Regions from separate parts of the Mus musculus genome. Here regions 1 and 2 are each linked to region 3. A link is a contact called in public HiChIP or PLAC-seq data. All regions are on one chromosome and are shown on one strand. Each heading gives the region's core, a stretch centred on a gene start, on an enhancer-like site or on the middle of the called end of the contact. The rest is flanking DNA. Distances are from core to core; before and after follow the strand shown. Region 1 holds the start of Lzic (leucine zipper and CTNNBIP1 domain containing). Region 2 has its middle 33 kb from the start of Gm32897. Region 3 overlaps Kif1b (kinesin family member 1B).

Region 1 (3,366 bases), core at 469-2,968, 270 kb before region 3:
TGCTGTAAAATACTACAGAAGAGACCAAAGTCACACGCGGGCTTCAGGCTTGCATCCACGGAGCCTGACCTCTCTTCGTACAAACAAGTGTTTACGGAGTGAGAACATATAGTTATAACTTACCTGCATTCCTCCAGGTCTTGTAACTGCTGCATCAGTCTATCCAACTGCTCTTCTAAATTCTGCTTTAGTTTGCTTGTCTCTGTCTTTCCTCTGGAAGCCATTTTAATCACTGTAAGAACAATAAGCCCACATGAGTACACTGTATTTGGTTACTTGGGAAGATTCAACATATTGGTGCAATTCAAAATTAAGAAAATCTAAAATGCTGGGTGGCAGATTTCTGAGTTCGAGGCCAGCCTGGTCTACAGAGTGAGTTCCAGGACAGCCAGAACTACGCAGAGAAACCCTGTCTAGAACCACGCCCCCCAAAAAAAGAAAAAGAAAAAAGTAAATTATGAAAATGTAAAATGAAAAGAACATATTTTTTCTAAGATTACAGGTATGTGCTAACATGCCCAGACTTGTTTTTCTTCCCCCAGAACAGGGGATTGAATCCAGGCGCTCATTCCTGCTAAGCAAGGACTCTACCATTAAGATAAATCCCCTGCACAGTAAGTTATTACTGTTTAACACAAAAATTTATCTCTTCTTGGGGGAAATGGAGGAACCAGAATGCTACATATACGCTACGCCAGACTGCACTCCCAAGCTGCAATACAGTCTCAAAAGGCAAAGTTATTCTGAATAAATTTAAGGAAAAATAAAGGCTTGTACAACAAACAAACAAAAAAAAAAAAAACAAAAACAAAAAAAAAAAAACAAAGCAACAACAAAAAAACTTTAACCACACTACAGATTTAGACCAGAAAGATTTGACTCACTGGCACCACCTAGTATTGAATAAAAGTGATGCGTTTCCTTTGAGACTGCCGAAATGGCCAACACTGTCATCTGGAGTGGAATATATTCATTCACGCTCACCGGGGTTCCAGTATCCTGTCCCGTGCACGGTGCTCAAAACTCGCCAACTGTCGGAGCTCTGAGTGTCATCAATTTGAGGAAAGCGAAGTTGTCATAAAGTTTACCGGAGGCTCAAACTTCAAACCTCCTGGGGTGGAGCTGGCTAGAACAAGGTAAAACTGTTAAGAGTTTTATTTGCTGTGTCTGAACTTGGCCTACAGCTGTCCAGATCACTTCCCGCTAAGCAGACTGTAACTGAAATACGTTCTCCATTCCTAGGAAGACGCGGGAGAGGCCACTGAATCCCTGGGCTGTGCCTCCCGTAGCTTTTGCCGAGTCTCCTCTGGGTGAGGCCACAGCACTCGGGACTCGGCTTGAGGAAAACTGTCCAACTCAGACGCACGAGAAGGCAAGGGCAGAAAGCACACCTTCTCAGGGACGGAGGTGAGCAAAGCCCGGGCCCGGGACCACCGGAGCAAAAATAAGGCAGAGCCGGACCGCACGCTCGGATGCCGGCCTCCTCCCCGCGGACAGACGAACTCCAAGCTCCCGCCGAGGTGTGCAGGTCCCGCCAAGGCCGGGCTCCAGCAGGCCCGGTGGTCACCTGAGGAGGCGGGGAGTCCTACGCCTGCGAAACGCTTCTCCGTCCTCCCTGATCGGAAAACAGGACAACCTCCTTCGCCCTCCCGATCCCCGCCTGCCGCCCGCTAGCGGATCCCAGGGTTTGGAACCAGGGGCCCCGCCTACCTGACTCCCCGGCCTGGCGGACCGCATGGAGCGAGCACTTCCGCTGGATTCGCGCACTTCCGGCTGTGTGGGGCCAATGAGAGCAAGGCGGCGGTGTTCCCTGCGCTGGCGTCCGGGCCGAGGTTGTCTCCTGGAGGACTAGGGCCGTTTGGCCTTCAAGGCCTGGTAAGCAACCCACCGAGGTCCTAGGAGACGAGCCTGTGCGAGCGTTAGCCCGGTGACCCGTACTTTGCCAAGCAAGGGACAATGCACAATGGCTGGGCCTTTAGAGACTTTTGTAACGGTCCCTGGGGCCAGCTCTTCATAGTCAACTCTTGCCCTTTAGTTCTTGGAACCAAAAAGTTGGTAACTTTCCTGTGACCTTGGTGCAGGTCAGTTCCCCCACTTGGGGTGGCCTGGATTCTTCCTCTCTAGAGATTTCTTGAGAGCAGACGCCCATGAACTTAGAGGGATGTGGGTGAGAGGCAATGGGGGAAAGCCAGTGCTGAGAAGGACATTCCCTTTTAGTCGTTTCCAAATCTGGGAAAGAGCAAGCCCACACAGCCTTTGAGAACCAGTTAAATTGCTGCTGAGTGGACTGTAAACTGTTACCAGGGAGCTGAGTGGAGAAAGGGCTATGCCAGCCCTTTGGGACCCAGATCCTGAGTCCCAAATGTCGGATATTGAGCTACACTGTTGGATTCTGGGTTTGCTTAATTGTGATTATTCCTATTCTCTGGTTCTGCCCTTTTGGGATTAGAAAGTATGAAACTTATTTTGATTTTACAGGAGCTCATGATTAAAAGACTTGGACTTTTAAAGAGACTCGGAACTTTAAAAGTTTTGAAATTTTGAAAGACTGAGAATTTTGAAAGTTGGTCTATGCTTTTGTTTTATAATGTTAACAGGGACTTTGGAGACAAGAAATCGAAAGGTTATAGCTTACAGTGATGCCTTTGTGAAGTTGAAGGGGGGGGGGTGTTAGAAGTTCATAGTTAAGCCGGGCGTGGTGGCGCAGGCCTTTGATCCCAGCACTCGGGAGGCAGAGGCAGGTGGATTTCTGAGTTCGAGGCCACCCTGATGTACTGGGCTGTATAAGAAAGCCAGCTTCCTAGGTGCTGGGCATTGGCACTAAAGAGGCAGAGATGGAATGATATCTCTGAGTTCAGGGCCAGTCTGGTCTACAGACTGAGTTTAAGCCAGGAGGCAGCAGCATTCATTCCTCAGTAGTGTCTGCTTCAGGTTCCTCCTAGAGCCCGTGCCCCAATTCTTTCAGTGATGGACTGACCTGGAAGTATAAGGCAAAAGAACCCTTCCTCCCCAAGTTGCTTTTGGTCAGAGTGTTTTGTCACAGCAGCAGAGTGAGGCTCAGACACTGGCTATATGTTCTACAAAATAATTGGCTGTAGTAATATGAAAGATTGTTGTAACCCATAAAGAGATTCTCTTTATCCAAAAGTTCCCACAACGTAAAGAATGTATAGATTGATCTTGGTGAGATCTTAGGTCTGCACGACTGTTTTCCTGTGAAGCTTCACTTTGCTGAGATGAGCGATTTCTTTTGACAATGTCCACTTCTGCCGGTGTCATCGGCTCAGATTCTAATGTCCCTATTTTATAAGATCCGAGGTTTATAGGAAGTCATTGTAGCAATCTTGAGAGTATTGTGTAGACACT
Region 2 (3,576 bases), core at 268-2,767, 500 kb after region 3:
GAGGGCAACATCAGGGCTGCTCCTGTTTTAAGACAGCCGTCTCTTGTTTGGCCTGCGTACACCAGGCAAGCTGACCCACTGGCTTCCAGGGACTGTCCTGTCTGTGCCTCCTGTCTCCCCATACAGCCTCTGGAATTACAGATGTGAATGCTTTTGAATCCGGCTTTTCATGGCTTCTGAGGACTTGAGTTCAGATCCTCAATCGTGCACGAGTTACCCATTGAGCCATCTCTCCAGTCCATGACGGGGTAGTGGCTTTTTATTGTTGCTTGTTAAGGATAAGTCGGTGCTTTCCGAATGTTCCCTCCACTGCATGGCCATCTGTGATGAAGCCAGAATTTCAAACAACTAGATGAGTTCGATAGCAAACAGGCAGACACACACAAAATACTTTTTAAAAATATAATAAAAATGTTTAAATCGCTATTGAAATGGAGCCATAGGGAGCTGCCCACACCACTGCCACCCTAAGTCTTTTAGTATGTACCCATATCTCAGTCATAATAAACTAACTACACCTATGGTATACGGGGTGAGAAACAAGGGGGAGAGGGGAGGGAGAGGGAGAACACTCTGCTCCAAGACTTTACTGTGGCACCCACAATATTCCCAAGCAAGCAGGCCCCTTACTGCTCATTCAAGGAAAAGTCTGGTGTTATGTAGCACTGGGGATACCTAGGTATGCCATCACCCAGGAAGGGTTACTATGGTCACTTAAGACTTCTACAAACAGGCTTGGGAGCCTGGACCTGCCTTGTCTTTGGGGGTCCCCTCTGTTCATCTGACATGCTCTCCCTATGAAGTGCCCCCCCCCCCAGTACTGGTCTACCTACTCCTAAATGGCCAAGACTTCCTCACCCTCTTGAACCCCAGTGGAGACTACACATCAGGTAGGGCTGTAGGGTGCTGCCCCCATCTGGCCATGGTCTCAGGTTGATCTTAGATGCTTCTGTGCGAGGTGATTGGTCTTCCCTGCTGCCCTGCTGCAAGGCTGGCTGTAGGGACTTCCTTAGATCTCAGACAAGGCCTGCAAGATCATCCTTAGAAAACTATCGCCTGACCTCCGTCCCCCTGAGCCCCTAACCCTGGCTGCCCTTTACTCCCAGAAACCACCTTCTTCCCATCATCCTTTCAATGTCTCCTGTAAATTTCTCTTCCTCCTCTCCTCTTCTTCTGATTCTCTCTCCCTCTTCACCCCTCCGCCTTCCTCCTCCTCCTCCTCCTCCTCCTCTGCCCCTCCTCTTTCCTCTCTTCCCTTCTGAAGATATCCCGCAGGTCCCTGGTCAGTGAAGCTCCCCAGCCCTCTTCCCAGATGAAGACATCACCTTCTATGCATTGCTAGAGAGAATGGCAGTTCCTCACCTCCATCTATGCTAAGCCCCAAGGCTCAGGGACAGGTGTGACAGGCGGAAGGCATCCTGCTTGTTTTCCTGGAGGCCTGCATCCAGGAAGCTCCCCAAGCCAGGCTAGGCAGCCTATTGACTCACAGGGCCCTGAGTCACGCCCTGCCCTGGGTTTCGGTCTGTCCCAGCTCCAGAGGGACCAGGAGACAATCCCACTTCCTGTCCCTGTTGAAGCTACTGGTGTGTGGGAGCCCTCGGATTGGCTGTCGTGTGTGTTGTTGTGTGTCTCCTGGCTTTCACCCATATGTGACTCATTTATGCCACACGTGATCCTTTATACATTCACTTATATGTGAGGACCTAACTGTAGGTAGATTCCCACTCAAGTGTGAATGTGCGTGTGTGTGTGTGTGCGCGCGCACGCGTGTGTAACACACATACCAGTGGCTGTTACATAGCTCTTTGTTCCCATATCGGTCCCCAGTTAGTTCTGAAGACCCCTAAACATAGACAAAGAGTAGGGGACCCAGCCAGACTGGTGGCTGCTCATCTTCCCGTGACTCCATCCTGACAAATTTATGCCAAACTAGAGAGGGCTGGGACAATCCCCTTTACCACACACCTTGAGGATCTCGAGGGAGGCCAGTACCACAGAGGCCCCTCCATGCTGCCAGGCACCCTGTGACTCTGGACTCCCTGTCAGAGACCCCACATACCAACCCCCACCCCCAGCAAAACTGAGTGGCGGGGAACACCTCACAGGGTGCCCGGTGGGACCCAGCTTTGACTCACAGCCACAAGCAAATGGAGTGAGGTTCCCCTGGCGCCCTGGCTCCCCACCCCCACCCTCAGAACTGTGCTTCCCGCAAAATCAATCATCCTGCCACTGGCATTGCGGGAAGTGGGGGGGGTGAACAGGAGACTTGTGGGGCTCGTGTTCCCTTTTAGGGTGGCAAGCACATGTGGGTCGGGTGGGTAGACACTGCTGGGCACCAGTTAGGGAGGGCCCAAAGGGCCTCCAGGCAAGCCCTAGGCCCCTCTTCCGGTGGCCAAGCCAGGCTCAGAGAGAAAAGGTACAGTAGGGAAAACTAGACAGTATGAGGGGCTGGCTGAAGATGCGGGGGTAAGTGGGGCGCTGAAGGAGGAGGGGGGCTTGTAAGCAGCCTCAGTTGTGTTAAGTGTCTCCAGGAGTAATATGACACAGGGTCTGCGCCTGTGGTGAGGTGCCAGGGAACTGCCCCTTAGATTTCCTCCCTCTGTTGGCCTTGGCTGCCTGGATTCTGCCATCAGAGAGCTAGCATGTGCTCCAAGGAGGGGACCACAGACTCCCCTGTTACCTGGAAAAAACTCCTGTGGTTGGGGAATTGAGGAGCAGCTGGAAGCTCTCAGATACAATCCTCTCCATCCATCACTGTCAGTGTTCACATTCGCACAAGGCTCGAGTGGGTAAGGCCTGCAAGGGTGGCCTGGCAGCAGGTTTTAGTGTTATACTATTTTCACTTTCGCTTACCAATGAGGAAACAAAGGTCACAGAGAGGAGGCAGCGTGGAGCGAGTGGTTGGCCAGCGAAGGTATGGTCTGCCGACCGTGCTCCCACAGCAAGAGCATTAGGCTAGGAGTCCCTGCTGGAGCAAGGCTTGCTCGTGGTATCACCCACTCCGCTGTGTCTCCTCCCTGGGCCTCTACTTCCCCTTCTGTAAAATGGAGTCACTGATCCCTGCCCTGCCCCAAGGGGATAGTGCAGGGAGTGACCGGTGCTACCAGATAGGAGAGGCCTTTAGAAACCTCCCTTGGCGTGGCGCTGCCATTGCGTAGCTGTCGGCAGCCAATCTGCTTCCAGCATGGCCTCATCTCTCTGTGCCCAGGGGCAGCAGACAGACTGGACAAGGTTTTCTAGATCCCATGCTCTGTGATAGTAGGAGTCTCCAAGCTAATCATATCCTCCTCCACAGGCAACTGTCCACAGGTAACTCACGGTCTCCTCTCTACCATGAGCTGGTGGGACCTTGGCAGGACTTTGCATGCTGAAGATTATCCCTCCCCCCCCCCATCCCTGGTCACTGGGAAGGGGGCATGGGGATGGTGGGCCAGGTTGGCAATGTGAATATTAGCTGGTGTGAACTAATTTGATGGTGCTGATAAGTGCTGCGGGTGCCTGGGGCCACAGCCCCACCCAGCACCCCCACACACACACTCCACCCCCGCTGATAACATCAGGATTGAGCTGTCCTGG
Region 3 (3,631 bases), core at 813-3,312:
GGTCAGGAGAATCTTGACACAGTGGGTCCTGACATCTCTGTTGCTAACTCAGGACAAGCAACTCAAATGAGTTGGGGGAGGGAAGAAGGGTCTTAAGAAATCCTTTTTCCCTTCATCATTTATATTCTGTTACCCATACTAGCAAAATGAATGTAGCCATTAATACTTCTGCTTAGGACCAGGCATAGTGGCACATGACAGAGGCGGGCAGATTCCTATTCAAACTCCTGGTCTACATAGTGAGTTCCAGAAGAGCCAGAGCTACATAGTGAGAAAAAAAAAAAAGACTCCGTCTTGGGAGCATTTGCATCTTAGGTCAGCTTTGTGAAAGCGCTGAGGCAGACTCCTCCCCAATGGGGCCACTCACTAGGTTGAAGGACGTGTGGACTTTTGCGGAGCTATGGCCTCAGGAGTTGACTTTTCTGTTTGGATTTCTGGGTTCTAGAACTAACACTGTCTTTCAAAAAGGGGCTTGAGGTTTGGTGATGTGGCTGGAGAGAAGTCAGTGCTGATTTCCTATCACCACACAAGATACTGGGAGAAGGTGAGGTAACAGCAGTGAGTAAAGGGAAGAAGAGTTCTCCGTTTTTGCCCTCAGCCATATTTCTCCAGAAGAGCAGCAGCATTCAGCGGTGCAGTGGTGATGGCTGTGATGGGCGGTGCTGTGTTAGCGGGGTACCTCCTGTTCCTGTAATTCCCGCTGTGTTAGCGGGGTAACCCCTGGCCCTGTAATTCCCGCTATCAGCGATCCATATTGGCATACAACTATGATTCACTTATAAAAATTTGCATGTTTCCTTTGAATTCCATTTATAGGTTTGCTTCTTGGCCACGGCTGCCTCTGGTGAATCTTTGTATCGAGAGTAAAAGAGCTTGTCCCTTTAGCCACTCTCTATGGCATGCTGGGATGTTATGATCCATCATCATAACTTGGGATGAAATGTAAAATGTGTGTTAGTCTCTGGGCCAGAGGGGGCAGAGAATGGTTAGTCTGTGACCGTCCTCAGTACCTACATTGACCTCTTTTCCTCGAGTGTCACTATAATCATGCTGACTTTCTTTATGTTGACAAATTAGTTTTTCTTACTGATGTAACTTCACATCATTTTCTGCTAATGTATCTTTTCCATCTTCCCTCCTCTCATCCCGGTTCTCCTTCAGTCTGCTAGGTCAAAGTATAAGGATGTTCCCTACAGAGTTAATCATGATGCTCTCGTGTAAAAGCTGCACAGGAGATGCTAGATACAGCGTTGGGCTAAAGGCTGTATTCTGTTAACACGACAAAGAACTGTCTAGTGAGTGCGTCCATGCATCACAGGCCGGGTGCCTCTGCCTTGCCATAGACTCGTCCCTAAAGTTGGAAGTGTCCAGTAATGCCTTCAGTGCTGCTGGGTATGGGAAGCCTTTGCCATGGGTAGCAGGCTTCCTCCCCTTTAGTGTGCGGTCCAGCATTATTTGTATGATGATATGATGATATGCCTGTGGATGTGTGTTCTTAAAAACTCATAATCCTTGGGCTGATGGCACTGCCTGACCTGTCAAGGTCCTGCAAAACATAGGCATAACAGTGCTTTTATTTTCCCTGATAATTATACTTAACATAGTAAAATTAAGGAATGGCAGAAATGCTAAGTGCTCGGTGTAGTTAATTTCCATCATAACTTTACTCTTGAAAAATCATCCTAGTGTAAAGTTAGATGGCTTGCTTTCCGTCCCTTGCAGGACCTATTTTTCTGAAAAGCCTTCCACTTCTGTGTAAAGATAAAGGACAAGTAACAGGTCACATTCCTGGTTTCTAATTGCATACATATTCACTTACCAAACATTTATTGAGTGTATTTACTGTAAGCCACGCCCTCTGCAGATGGGTAAGCAAAACCAGAGATGGTTCACGTCCTCCCAGTCTTAGTCTGGCGAGTGATGAAGATACCAAGAAATAATCACACAAGTGCACACTGCACCACTGTGGAAACAGAGCTGTGTGAGCCACAGTGTTGGGAGGATCTCCAGTGAGATCAGAGCCCGGGCAGAGAGAGCATCAGTGCTGAGAGGACTACAGGGCTCTTACTGGTCCAGTCACTGAAAGGGTGGCTCTGACTGGATGCCCCTGAGGCAGGGGAGTGCCCTCTGTGTGTGTTGACTTTGGAAGTGAAATCAGCCATTTGGTTCCATATGCCTAATTCTTAGTTTTTTAAACTCAGTCACAGTAGTGGTGTTTGACCCTGCTTGTAATCCTCTCTAGATTACATGTTCATGCATAAGTTTCTGTTGAACCGAAGTTTAACCCTCTGTGTTACCATTCCCTCCCTTGCTTTGGAGCAGACTGAAAGGGAATTGCACACCATGATACTATTTCCTGTTCATTTGCAGCTATTTTTGTTCGCTTATCATTCATACTTCATTTGTGTTCCTAAATGTTATTACTGTGATGCGTTTTACCCATTTTGTAATTGCTTTTGTTGTTTTGAGTTGAAATCCCAGGCTTTTACTCCTTCATTCTTCTCTCCTTGTAACATAAATACATGTTAGGACAGGAATGCAGCAAACAGCTGTGTGTCTGGGTTAGATATGTTAAATTTCCTGGTGTGGTATTTTCTCTTTGTCTTTTTTTTTTTTTAATGTACAAAAATCAGCATATACCAAGTGAGAAACCAGGGGAACAGTAGGAATTAAATTCCACTTTTCTACCATTGAAACAAGAGCACTTAAGATCTGTGACTACTTAGTTCTAACTGCTTTAAAACACATGAATAAGGCAGATGAGAGAGCTCAGTTTTGACGTCATTTCCTACCATGTCAACCACCTGGCTTTGGTGCATGTGACTCACATGGTAGAAAGAAAGTACAGACCTTTCCACGGCTGTTTTCCATCCTCCACGCTCTGTGTGCACATTATCCCCTCACCTGCAAAACACACGCGCGTGCATATGCGCGGGCACACACACACACACACACACACAGAAGCAGACACATGCACGCACACATGTATATACAGTTGAGTAAGAGCATATTAAATTAAAAAAAAAAGAATTTCTACAAATTAATGAACCTTTTAAAAGCACAAACATGGTAGGACTTGTCTAGTTTGTTAGAAATATATCAAGTGTCAGCCAGGTCTGGTATCTCAGGCCTGTAATCTCAGTTAGTAGGAAAGCTAAGACAGAAGGATTGAGAATTTAAAGCTTGCCTAAGCCACGGAGTGAACTCAAAGCCAGCCTGAGTAATTTAGTGAGACCCTGTCTCATTAGAAGGGCTGGGTTTGTAGCTGAGTGTTGAGGACTTATATAGCTAAGTGTGAGACTCCAAGTCTCTCCCCCTAGGGCCCCAGAGAAGGAAATAAAAGGAGGCAGGAGAGACCTGTCAATTCCCTTTTGTTTATGATTTTGGTTTGAGGATCAAAGGCCAACTCTACAGGGCCAGCTGAGTCATCTTAGGATTTATCTTAATTCCCGTTCAGTCTCCAGCAAACTCACTTCACAGACACATCTGGCCACACAGGCTTTCTGCCTTCGTGGCTGGTTCTCACCTTTAATAGTCCTTTAAGTCAAACAAGACTCATAGTGCTGGGATGTAAAGTCCATTTTAGTGCTAGTAACCACTTCACTCACACTTCCCTGCCCTCACCTCCTGG

Evidence for each region. HiChIP or PLAC-seq counts read pairs in DNA pulled down with a chosen protein or histone mark.
Region 1: a contact with region 3 is called in a FOXA1 HiChIP or PLAC-seq map of pancreatic cancer cells. The contact joins the promoter of Lzic here to the enhancer-like site in region 3. A contact is called at or near these places in 4 of 39 promoter capture datasets (cranial neural crest, frontonasal cranial neural crest and liver), 1 of 484 Hi-C or Micro-C datasets (nephron progenitors), 3 of 115 datasets of contacts at active chromatin or transcription factors (bone marrow-derived macrophages, embryonic basal ganglia and pancreatic cancer cells) and 2 of 9 other capture datasets (adipose tissue and liver).
Region 2: an HNF4G HiChIP or PLAC-seq map of pancreatic cancer cells shows a contact between it and region 3. The contact joins two enhancer-like sites. A contact is called at or near these places in 1 of 15 datasets of contacts at CTCF or cohesin (large pre-B cells), 1 of 115 datasets of contacts at active chromatin or transcription factors (pancreatic cancer cells) and 1 of 9 other capture datasets (embryonic stem cells).

What each region holds. Positions count from the first base shown.
Region 1 is chr4:149,483,618-149,486,983 of GRCm38.p6, reverse strand. Lzic (leucine zipper and CTNNBIP1 domain containing) reads right to left here and starts at 1,718. Exons shown (of 7, transcript NM_026963.6): 1 at 985-1,718; 2 at 124-232. The coding sequence starts at 224. Nmnat1 (nicotinamide nucleotide adenylyltransferase 1) reads left to right here and starts at 1,774. Exons shown (of 5, transcript NM_133435.2): 1 at 1,774-1,875.
Region 2 is chr4:148,712,937-148,716,512 of GRCm38.p6, reverse strand. No RefSeq gene overlaps it. Among named protein-coding and RNA genes, the nearest start is that of Gm32897, 33 kb to the left of the region's middle. Within about 2 kb of position 1,517, at least 60 of the 459 cell types and tissues checked have an H3K27ac peak or open chromatin away from gene starts, as enhancers often do. A contact at or near this core is called in pancreatic cancer cells, where this site is marked.
Region 3 is chr4:149,215,387-149,219,017 of GRCm38.p6, reverse strand. The region is part of intron 27 of Kif1b (kinesin family member 1B); the gene reads left to right. Among named protein-coding and RNA genes, the nearest start is that of Pgd, 50 kb to the right of the region's middle. Within about 2 kb of position 2,062, at least 37 of the 459 cell types and tissues checked have an H3K27ac peak or open chromatin away from gene starts, as enhancers often do. A contact at or near this core is called in pancreatic cancer cells, where this site is marked.